Regions from separate parts of the Sus scrofa genome. Here region 1 is linked to region 2. Evidence: chromatin contacts called from public Hi-C data. All regions are on one chromosome and are shown on one strand. The core of a region is the stretch at or near the end of the contact, and the rest is flanking DNA. Distances in the headings are between cores, read along the strand shown. Region 1 overlaps CCNH (cyclin H). Region 2 has its middle 97 kb from the start of RASA1.

What was found. A called contact is a pair of places that touch in the nucleus more often than the background predicts.
Region 1: a Hi-C map of embryonic fibroblasts shows a contact between it and region 2, with 2.0 times the contacts expected there. The contact joins two enhancer-like sites. A contact is called at or near these places in 2 of 47 Hi-C or Micro-C datasets (embryonic fibroblasts and fibroblasts).

Annotation. Positions count from the first base shown.
Region 1 is chr2:94,994,496-95,000,724 of Sscrofa11.1, forward strand. It overlaps CCNH (cyclin H), which reads right to left. Exons shown (of 9, transcript NM_001166313.1): 6 at 5,391-5,461; 7 at 2,270-2,381. Among named protein-coding and RNA genes, the nearest start is that of CCNH, 21 kb to the right of the region's middle. Within about 2 kb of position 3,331, at least 2 of the 83 cell types and tissues checked have an H3K27ac peak or open chromatin away from gene starts, as enhancers often do. A contact at or near this core is called in embryonic fibroblasts, where this site is marked.
Region 2 is chr2:94,779,865-94,786,026 of Sscrofa11.1, forward strand. No RefSeq gene overlaps it. Among named protein-coding and RNA genes, the nearest start is that of RASA1, 97 kb to the right of the region's middle. Within about 2 kb of position 3,912, at least 2 of the 83 cell types and tissues checked have an H3K27ac peak or open chromatin away from gene starts, as enhancers often do. A contact at or near this core is called in embryonic fibroblasts, where this site is marked.

The DNA.
Region 1 (6,229 bases), core at 2,081-4,580, 210 kb after region 2:
TTCTAAATAGTTTTAACAGCTAAACAAAAGGCAAAATACAGAGTAAGACAAGGTGTTCAGGTGTACGAGCATAAAGCAAAAGACAAGCTGCCTATGTCACAAAGTAAAAGAAGCAACAAAAGAAAGTAGGTCTATGATAAATATAAAAAGAGGAGTATATAAAAAGAACCATAAGAAAACAAGACAAGAAAGTTGGGCAGAGGTTATAATTATGCAATACAGAAGAAACAGGATTATTTGACATGGAAATATCAGTATCAGAATAATAAGAGAAATGCAAATTAAAATACCGATGTGATGATTATTTCTTCACCCAGACTGGCAGAAGTTAAATACTGATACTATTAAATGTTGTACAATGTGTATGAAAACAATGAAAAGGGAAAAAACCCTTTTCTAAATACATAATAGTGAAAAGCTTGGCAAAGATAACAACTATAAGTTACCTCTCGGGATGAAACTGGGATTTGGGTTTTGGTTAAAGAGAACTCTGGTTTACCTGTATTAAATTGGCTTTAATAATGACACTATATTACTTGTGTATTAAAAAAGATAAAAGAATTTTAAAGACCAAGAAAAAATATTTTATCCTAAAGTAGTGCTTGTAAGTGTGATTTATGGACCATTTCCAGCGTGCAATGAGATAAGTATAGAAATTGAGTGTGTGTTTAGAAATTTTTATAGGAATTTGATAGATTTATTTATGACTACTGAATCTAATAAAATTAAGCTTATTGAATCTAATAAAATTTAAGCTTATTTTTTTGTCATTTTCTTTTTTCGAGTAATTATTTGTTAATATTTTATGTAAGTGTAGGTCTGTAATGGGTTAAAAAGAAAATTAACAGTCCTTTACAGTTTGAGAATCGCCCTTTAAGTACTCATAGATATGCAGGGTTTGCTTAACACAGTACACTTGAAAGAAAGATGTAAACTCTGGCCAATTAGGAACTTTGGATTATGGTCCATTCAGTCACCTAGCTAGAAGAGTAAGATCAATAGTTGAGTGGTCTAATTCAGAGGTGGACAAATTTTTCTTCAAAAGGCCATATAGTGAGTATTTTAATTCTTGTACGGGCATGTAGTTTCTGTCACAACTACACAATTCTTCTGCTATAGTCTGAAAACAGCAATACACAGTATGCTAGATGGATCTATGTTCCAATAAAACTATTTCTAAAAACAGGTTGTGGCCCAGATTTGGCCCTTGGGCCACAGTGTGCCAACACCTGGTCTAATAAGCCCATTTCAAAATCAATGTGAAAAGATTATAAATCAGTACTGCAATACTTTCATTCATTAAAGTCAACATTTTTCTTTACTTTTGCTGTAACACTGAAACCCAGGAGTGAAATTTACCAATTTTAGGTTCTATTCTAAGCCATGTTTTGCAGTTACAGCTACAAATATAAAATAGTCCCATATTTTACACACATCATAAGTCCTGGGATATTCTCCTACTATAGCTTTATAGTTAGAAGAATTTGAGTTACAAGTACCTGATCTGAAGGCCTTAGAATTCTGGTCTGATGTCTCATATATTATCCAATAACAATATAGTCATCAATTATGGAATCAGAAACATCTCAAATGCATCTCAACTGTAAGATGACAGACCTACCTCCCACTAAGTTTTACAGAATGTGTTCCACAGAAAATATAAAATAATAATTTTACCATTCTTATTACCTACCCAGATCCCCAACTGTTTAAACACCTGAAAGGTGTAAGCAGATCTTCAAGCTGCAGGTGATAAAGAGCTCAAATATAGTGAATTCCACATTCAGCAACAAGTCAATAAGACGTATTACAGTGTTCCTTATGGATGCAACAAGAAATCTAACAGCACATTTTCCTATTGATTCTGTCTTCAATATAAAGTTTACCACTGAGAGAAAATATGCCAAATTTCCATACCCTAGCTAATAGAAATAAATCTGGAACAGTGTACTTGTTCTCCAGAGGAGATAACCAGACCTACAAAAAACCTAGAGATTAAAAGGACAAGAAGAGGTTCATGAATTCCCTAGGAAGACTCTGCCTCATGGGATCCCACAAGCCAAAGAACACGTTAATCACAGCAGGAGCAGAATTGACTATAAAAAGCCAAATTCTTTTATTATCTCGTGTTTAATCCTGTTGAAAAAAAATCTGATTTAATAGGTAAGTCAGTTTTACCCATATGAGCATTCACCAATTAAATGACATTTTAAGCTAAACACAATAATAGTTATATCTGTTCTAGGATAACAGTGTCCCATCTACTTACGTAATTACGTTAAGTGCAAGCTCAGGAGAGTGACATCTCTCCAACTTCTGTTTCAGAACAGCAACTTCTTCAGATCTGGGTGGTTCATATTTTTTTACCAAGTTTCTCATGCCTATATGTATATAAAAGAAAGGATCCACATCAGATAATGAAAAGTATGGTTCTCATAAAGGGGATGAATAATATTTTCCCATCTAGTTTTGGGAACAACAAAGAACACTCCTGAAATGTGGTTATTATTATCAGGATTATTATTTCACATTAGAATTCAATGAACACCATACTCAAGTTACTATAGCTTCTGCTGCTTAGCCCGCGTCGTGTACAGCATAACGATAAGCAGGCTTTGCTAGTCAGTATTTTTTCCAAATCCTACCATGGTCACTTTACTCAGTTTTAAGGCTTTTAAAAAATCCCTATATGATTTAGTAAACAATCTTTGTTCTCTACCACCAACTATATTCATAACATTCTGTCCTACAGATGGAGGGCCTCATGTACAAGGAAAACATTATTATGTAATATGCAATGAAGGAAAAATGCTTATAAATACCCGTCAATGATGCTTTGCTTTAACACAATGCGGAACCTATACAATGAAGCATCACCAAGAAAACAAAAATACCCTCCTTATGCTAAAAGCAAACTACTACAGTGACTAAGCACACAAGGATTCTCCACCTGGGCCCTTTATATTATTCAACTACCACAAAACAAAGAATATAAATCTCATGATTTTTATAAGGAATGATGAGAGAAACAGGGCTAATTAGCCAGCCATGTGCTCCAAATGAGTGACTTATTTCATAAAGCAAATAAAGCAGTGTTTGCATCAAAACCCTTGGGACAGTATCTTGTGTGTGAAAAATTATGAATAAGATAATACCATTCCAGCTCTGAGTTTCAGCAAGAGCTATTCTTATTTTACATTTAAACAAATGGAGTAAAATGAAGGTAAGTGTCAGCTATAAAATCAGCACAGTGGGTTACCTTTAAGACCTCTTGTACTTACTAAATTCCTGGATCCTAATATCTATGGCCAAATCACAATTAGTTTTGGAAGTGAACCCTCTAGTGGTATAACTGAAAACCTACAGTTTTCTGACTGATAAATTCATCACTCTCACTTAAAGAGGGAAGACCTCGAGATCATTTCCAACAAAGAATCAAGAAATGATATTTACATGCCCTGAGGCATTTTAACTTTTGAAACATAAAACATAAAAACACTGATTAACTAATGTCATCCAAGATCAAGATCTTCAATGTCATATTTTATTGGCTTACTCAATATTTAAACCAGAAATTTATTCATAAGGACAACTGGCACAAAACATTTTGGAAACAAACATAACTGACTTTTAACCCTGAAGATGTGCATAGTAGCCATGAGCATGCAGTGTCACAAGAGCAAGAATGAACATGGAGAGGAATGGCTAATCCAGCCAATCAGTTAAGGGGAGGTTCTAACTCAATCCTTAAGAACAAGGTTGCCATATAGCTTGGGGAACTATATTCAATATCCTGTAATAACCTACAAGGGAAAAGAATCTGAAGCACACACATACACACACACATCTGAATCACTTTGCTGCACATATGAAACTAACACAACACTGTAAAGCAAGCATACTTTAAAAAAGTGAAAAGAAGGAAAAAAAAAACAAAACCTTAAGACAGTGTTTCTTAGCATAAGCACTACTGACAGCCTGGGCTAGAAAATTCTTTGTTGTGAGGGTTTATGTTAATTTCCTGAGATTGCTATTAAAAATTACCACAAACTCAGGACCTATTAAGACAACAAAAGTGGACTGTTTCACAGGTTTTTGTTTGTTTTGTTTTTTTGTTTTGTTTTTTTTTTTTTTGCAGCAACTGAGGCATGCACAAGTTCCCAGGCCAGGGATTAAACCTGTGCCACAGCAGCCACATGAGCTGCTAGGGTGAGAATGCTGGATTCTTAACCTGTTGTGCCACAAGAGAACTCCTGTTCCACAGTTCTAAAGCCTCAGAGTCTGCAATCAGTTTCACTAGACCAAAAACAAAATATGGGAAGGGCTACACTCTAGAGGCTTCTGTTCCAGCTTCTGATGACTGCCAACATCCCTTAGCTTATGGCCGTACTGCTCCAATTTTTAAGACATATCTTCAAATCTCTGCTGTGTCTTCAAAATCACCTTCAGTGTGTCAAACTTCTCTCTGCCTTCCTCTACTAAGGACTCTTGTGATTATATTTAGGCTCAATCTGAATAGTCCAAAATAATGTCTTTAACTTTGTCACACCTGCAAAGACTTTTTTGGGGGTGTCTTTTTGGCCATGTAAGGTAATGCTGGGCTTCCACTGATAATCTTTGGGGAGCCATTTCTCAGTCTACCAAGGGGCTGTATTATGAATTATAAAATGTTTATTGGGTCCTATCACCTCCGTGCACTGGATGCTGGTAGTAGCTGCCAACATCTCCCCCTACCGCTAAGTTGTGACAACCAAGAGGATGGAGATGCTGCAAAAATTCCACTCTGTTGAGAACCATGGCTTTTCTAATATCAACTAACAAAATGACTAGAAAATGACATATCAACTAGTTAAAACTGACTTAACTACAATATATGAGTTTCAAATTTAATTAGTTTTGGTTCCCTGTAGATATTTTTCAGTGTCCATCATGTCTGGATACCTTTTAAAAGGAACCTTTTAAATCTCAACACTTTCTGCACCTGATTATATTTTCACTTTCCTCAAAAGTTCTGTGTAGGAGTTCTTGCTGTGGCACAATGCAAACAGCAGTGTCTCTGAAACACCAGGAAGCAGGGTCAATCCCCAGCCTGGCACAGCAGGTCAAAGGATCTGGCACTGCTGCAACTGTGGCTCAGAACTGATCCCTGGCCTGGGAACTCCATATGCCACAAGGTGGCCAAAAAAAAAATTGTTCTTTGTGAAAACTACTTTCTTCCATATACCTTCTATTCTTCACCAATGTATCCTTCATGCCTCCATATATAATAATTCAATAAAAGTTAATCCAATCAGTAATCTCTTATCTCAAGTTAAATACTAAGAAATTATTTATTTAGAAAGTAACATTGTGATAGAAGAACATTTTATGAGGTATTCTGTTTTACTTACTTTTCATAATATCTAGTAACTGTGACAGGCTAGTTCTGTTCTCTTTGAGCATCAGACTTTCTGATAAATAACTGGAAAAGAAAAAAGTTTTAATCTATTGATCACATATAGCCTCTTGAGAAAATATGACATCATAAATTATTTTCCTCCATGTGCATTTCATCAAGGTCAATCTTTGAATAAATTTAAAAGTTAAATATCAATACTTTGAACTCCAAAAAGATATAATTTGTACCTCTTACAGACTTAAGGATATACAATTTAGATTAAAAGATGCTTAATGCTCAAATTAACTTAAGTTCTATAATACATTTAGAGGAAAAATGACCTGAAACTAGCAGTAGCAATATTCAATACTTTTAATGTTAAGTGTTTAATATAAAAACCCTATGTGTCTAATCTCATTTTACAGATGAGGAATCTTGAGCCACAGGGACAAGTTCAAACCAAAGGTGTTCATGTTTTTCTACAAATGGATATAAAGCCCAATTACCTGTTTTTCTGGGAACCAATGATAGTATAAAAATGTAATTTCTGGAGTTAACATTGTGGCTTAAGACAAATGACCCTGACTAGGATCCATGAGGATGTGGGTTCAATCCCTGGCCTTGCTCGGTGGGTTAAGCATCCAGCGTTGCCACGAGCTGTGGTGCAGATGTGGCTCAGATCTGGCATTGCCATGACTGTGGCACTGGCCAGTATCTACAGCTCCAACTCAACCCCTAGCCCAGGAACCTCCATATGCCGCAGGTGTAGCCATAAAAAGCAAAACATGTAATTTCCACATTTAAATTTTTAGTTATTCTGAGGCTTTATATATCTGAACTTGATCCATAATT
Region 2 (6,162 bases), core at 2,662-5,161:
AAATATTCCTCCTAACATAGAATTTATAAAAATGCTCCTGTATAGCTTCTTAAAAAATATATATCTTTTCAAAGCACAATAGTATCATAAATAGAAACAACCAGGGAGGAATATCAGTAAATGCCAACCAAGGGAACTTTAGTGCATAAAAATGAAGTGTGTAAAGACTGGAGACTTTTCTATTATTAATGAAGTGGAGCGCCGTGAGGAAACGCAAGGAGACAAGAGTAATAGCAGAGTCATGAATTAAATAGTGACTTAAAAGCAAGAGCTCCTAGTTCCCTAGCACATGACACCTCCTCACCAAAGTTTACTCAGTGCAGAATGATGAAAAGGTAACACTGCTTAAAACAAATATGTTCAATATATAGAAAACTTCCTTCAATATCAAGATGTTAGGGCAAGTGGCATCAAGTATCTATCACAGTTGTTTTAACAGCTTGTACACCAGAGAGGTCACATGCCTTCCTTGGCTTACAGGTAAGGACTTTCTGTGATGTATAGCTAACTTTCACCAAAATAAAAATCAAACCTATAAGCCTTATGTAGTTTATCTTGTCTGAACTTGCTACACTAGAGATGAGGTTTGCAACTGTGATAATACTATAAAAATACTAATATTGACAGGGACTATCATAACATAAAAGAGGGAGCGATGTACAGTTTCAGTTCCTGTCTCTTGATAATGTCGAAACTACTCCCGTAACAGCCACTTTGAAAAGCTCACAATGAAGGTAAAGTAGTTCCTCTGAAACTTCTGTAACAAAAAGGAAAAGGGACTTAACCTTTAATGAAGTTCATTTTCACAGCCCATCAATCTTCGTTTAAGAACCTTGGGGAAAATATTTCATTCATTTATGATTCCTCAGTGCCTATCATGATATCTATTATTTAATTAGTTCTCACAGAAGCTTATTGAATAAAAGAACAAATAAAATAAGTGTAATGTCTATGATATTTTTATCTGCATTTTTTCTTTATCTATAATGTAAAGATAAACACAGTATCAAGCAGTCACTGAATAATCCATCAGAATTGTGACCAAAAGCAACAAAGTGTAATTTAGTTTATTCCTTTGGAGTCTACATTTATAAATAAAGTAAAATTTTTGTTGTCTGTTATAAGCTTTGAATTAAAGATAGAAGGCAATATACTTTTATTTGCAATTTAATAATGCAAGTTGCTACAGCAATATAAAATAGTTTACAGTAATTCATTTTATATTATACTTCATCATATTATCCTTTTAGATATTGTATATTAAGGAATGAAACTAATTATTTATGAAGTTGAACAATAATCAGAAAATTTTCTTCAAAAGAATTTCCTTAAGTGTGTTGCTAGGTATAAAGCACCATGAAATCAAGGAAAACTAAATTTAGATCAGCAAATTATATAATTTGGGAGTCCTTTAATAATTACTCCTGAAAGTTTTAGACTTTGTTCTTAGGAAGTTTGACAGAGATTTTATAGTTCAACTAATATGTGTAGAATAGAATTCTTTAGTTGGGACAGACAATATTACCTTTATGTAACAAGGGCAAATTAAGGATTTTTGGCAACTTGTCAAGAAACAAAAAACCACTGATGGTTCCAGAATAGGTACAGTTAATATTGGAGTAAATTTTTCTATTAAATTTATTTTTTATTAGGGTGTAGTTGATTTACAGTATTGAGTCAACTTCTGCTATATAGCATAGTGACCCATATATATACACACACACACACATTCTTTTTCTCATGTTATGTTCCATTATGGTCCATCCCAAGAGACTGGATCTAGTTCCCTGTGCTATACAGTTGGATTTCATTGCTTATCCATTCTAAATACATACCATGACTCACTGTGACTCATCAAATGATCACTATACCTTCTGAGCACATTTATTTTTAGACATATCCAAGTTTTTTCTTTCTTATTTTCACCAAAGTATCACTTCAGTCTTTGGAACTTATTTTCAGGCTATTGTATACTTTAAACATAAAACTTCTTTCTTGCATGTGTATAACCACACTTTCACAATGACCTGTCCCAAAACACATACACTTGAGGAAAAGCAATAGTAGTAATTTCTAAAATATTGACAGCAAACATATAGATTGCACACTCAAAAGTATAATGTGAAGAGGTTTCATTTGCAAAGAGATTATTAAAAAATGAATGGATTGGGCATTTATCAGAACCACAACATATTATCTAGAACCCAGATCTGTTAGCTGTCAGTCAGCCAGCACATAGATTCTGAGAGATGAAGAAAAGGAAAGGTTACTGGAAGCCAGCCAATAGAAGAGTGTATCACTACAGGGTGCCTTAAGAGGAGAACCAAAGACTTACATCCAGCTTTTTTTTTCTTTTTCTTTTTCCTTTTTTTTTTTTTTTTTTTTTTTTTGCTTTTTAGGAATGCACTGGCGGCCTATGGAAGTTCCCAGTCTAGGGGTCAAATAGGAGTTACAGCTGCTGGTCTACACCATAGCTACAGCAACAGCCAGATCTGAGCAGCATCTTCGACCTATACTTCAGCTCACAACAACACCAGATCCTTAACCCACTGAGTGCAGCCAGGGATCAAACCTGCATCCTCATGGATACTAGTCAGATTCGTTCTGCTGAGCTACAAGGGGAACTCCCCTTAATTTGTTATTGATTGATATTGAGATTGTGGTTTGTTTTGTGTAATAAGAGTTCTTATCTTTTAGCAGTAAATATTGAAATGTTAATGGATGAAATGATAAGGCTAAATCATAGCTTTAAAATAATTCAAGGCTATAGGAATAGGAGAAGGTATAGATAAAATCAGATGGCTGAATCTTGATCATTGTTGATAGTACATGGGGATTCATTATATGATTTTTCTGCTTTTTTATATGTCAAAAAATTCCATAGTAAAAAGTTTTTATAGTGTTTTTCTATACTAGCATCCAAATTTTCTAAGAAATAAGATCACATATCCATTATGCAGAGACAAAAGAACAGATGAAAATACACCAAAAGTGATTACCTTGGAGGCAATCTTTATTTTCAATCCCCTTTGCTTCCTCCTCTATCCTAGAAACTTTATAATGAACATTAGCTACTTTCATCACCAGTAAAATAAGATTTTTTTTAAAAAATGCATTCAGTGCAGTTAATCTTAAAAAATAGGAGCCATGAAAGACAAATTAATTTTTTCCCCTAGGAGATATTATCGCTAAATATTTCATCATTTCTATATTCCTTTCCTTCACTCTGCATGCTTTCAATTCAGGAACATCAGGCATTCAGTTCATTGACTTAGAGTCACTTTTCTTTCATAATTTATTTTCTATTCAATCTTTTTTCTTTTTCCTACTTGGTACATCTCAATATTAGGCCTTTATTTTAACTAACCACAATTATACATTATTAACTAAATCCAACATTTTGCCCCATCATAACTTCATTTGAAACCAGTGAAAACTCATTTATAATATAAACTATAAGCAACATAGAGCAATATAAAAAATATGCCTTAAGATATTTCAATTATTCAGGCAGACACCATTGTAACAAGACTCGTAAGCAGTAATGGTTAGAGTCCATCAAAGTAGAACTGTGCTTTAAATGAATTTTTAAAACGGCAGTGAACTATATTTGTCCTTACGCTTGGGCAGAACACAGTATTATAAGACCACAGAGAAATGTGAGTTTTAAAATAAAATGTTTGAGGGAACAAAGCAAAACTTTTACCTCGTTCTCCTCCCCCAAACCCATCAAGTTTGCAGAATACTCGTTTTGTAATGATAATAAGAATCTAATCAGTATCATTATTATCATTACAACACTGTCCTAAACATATTCCATTTATGACTTCTGACCTCACAACTACCTCTGGGTATATTAGTATCCTTCTATTACAGTGGAAGAAAGTGAAACTTAGAGAAAAATTAAGTATGTGGCTGAAAGTTACATAACCTGGATTCCAAAAGTATTTCTATCTTATGCCAAGGCCAGTACTCTCTTGACTCCACCACACAGCATCTGTGCACAGAGTACATTACACAAACTGATAGGGAATGAGATGAGAAAATAGCAGGGGCATAAAAATATGAGAGGCAGCAACATTAAAGGAAGAATAAACATTCATTTCAGCTGTAATGGTTGTTCTATGTTTTTAGCAGTAAATGTGCACCAAAGCAATTTTTAACAATGTTTTAAATTTATAAAGACATCCTTTTGGCCTTTTTCTGCATGCCAGTGTGTACTGAGCTGATTCATGGATTCAGAGAATAATAAAACTAGAAGCAACAGTAGAGATCAGCTAACAGGGTTTCTTTTTCCTTCTGAAGTAATGACTTATGAGAAAACATTGTGAAGCACTCTTTCACATATAGGCTCAATTGCTGTTGGTACATATGACACCAAAAAAAAAAAAAAAAAACCACTGGGCATGAATTTGAATTTCTTTAAAAACTCCTCCAGTCGCATACATGTCTATACTGCAGTGAATATTACATATTTTCAAGTAAATAGGTGACAGTGAAAGAACAGGCAAGACACTCTACTGGAACCAGATGCCCAGGGCTTTGGTTCTACTTGGGTTTCCAAGAAGTTGTGTGACTTTGATCACTTACTCTGTTAGATTACTCATGAGTACACAGAAGTAATTGGACTGAATTGGAAAACGGAGTTCTAACACTGGAGATTCAGTTCCTTTGCTTACACTACACACAAGAATATGTTGTGATTAGATTTGGAAATCACCCAGACAAGTAATGTTTTCTCAGACTATAGGTAAATCCATGAGTATAGACTCTGTCTCACCAGTATTAGATTAGTAAATGAACAGAAAACATAAAGGAAAATTTAAGCAATACCAGGCAGAGTGTGAACAGTGTAAAGTTATCCAGTCTTTTTGTAACTCAGTTAAGATAGGGTAGAAAATAAATCAGAATGAGTAAGAAACTGAGATTCTGGGATCTGAGGCAACTGATACTCAAGAGAGCCACAAGAAGAGTCAGATACATTGATTGTTTAAGAAATTGGTTAAAGTAAAAGAAAATAAAGAGGCATTTTTATATGTCTCCAATGATGTTTTTAAAAATTCATGTTTTTATCTTCATATTTGGTTCTATTGATTTATAAATAAGCGATGCAACTTTAGCTATTAATGGTAGACATCTCTTTTTCTCTTTTTATCTAATTCAAATAAACCTGACAATGGCTAAATAAATAGCTCTCAAACACCTGACTCACACATACCTGAGGGGTTTTTGACATTAGCTACAGGTTCAAAGTCTTTGAGACAAATGGCTTCAATATAAAACTGTTGGAGTTTCTGTGTGGCTTAGCGGGTTAAAGAGCTGATGTTGTCTCTGAGGATACAGGTTCAATCCCTGGCCTCGCACTGCTGGGTTAAGGATGCATTGTTGCCGTGGCTGTGGCATAGGCTGCAGCTGCGGCTCCAATTCATCCCCTGGCCTGGGAAATTCCATATGCCACAGGTGTGACCATGGATGTTAAAAGCAAAAAAAATTATGGTACTATTTTTAGGGGGTATGCCAAGTGGCTGTCACCAGTAGAATCTGGAAACCTGAATCATCAAATCAATCTGCGGCAGTCATATTTTACTACTTCTTCTTACCAATGGTGCTTATACCTGTTGGTACATGCCACATTCTTTGACTCAAATGACATGAATAATAATGCAATGGACAGGAAAAAAATAACAGTAGTGACACAACTAAGTAGTGACACAACTTATTTTGAGGAAGAAAAAAAGCACTATTTTAAGAACTATTTACTCTAGGACATTGTGTTTTTCCTTTATTTCGCAATCCCATTCTTCTTTAAATACTTCTTCACCATGTTTTCGTGTGTGTGTTTACCAAAACAAATTCTCAGGTATGTTGTAGGGAATCATAACTAGAAGTCATGAAAACCGATTTAACTACCTTATCTGTTCTATTAGTAATTTTCATCTGCCTCGCTGAGACATATAGAAAGGGCTTATTTTTCAAAGTTAGAAATGGGTGTTTTCCTCTGAAAATGAAATCAAGCTCTGAGAAATTTCTCTTAGGGAAAAGAAATACAAGGAAGTTACAATATGGGTGTGGCTGCTTGTTTCATAGATAAAGCCCTCCCAGTAAGCCTTCGATCTTCCCACTGGCAGTTCTGTGAACCATATTGCTATACTCTAGAATAAT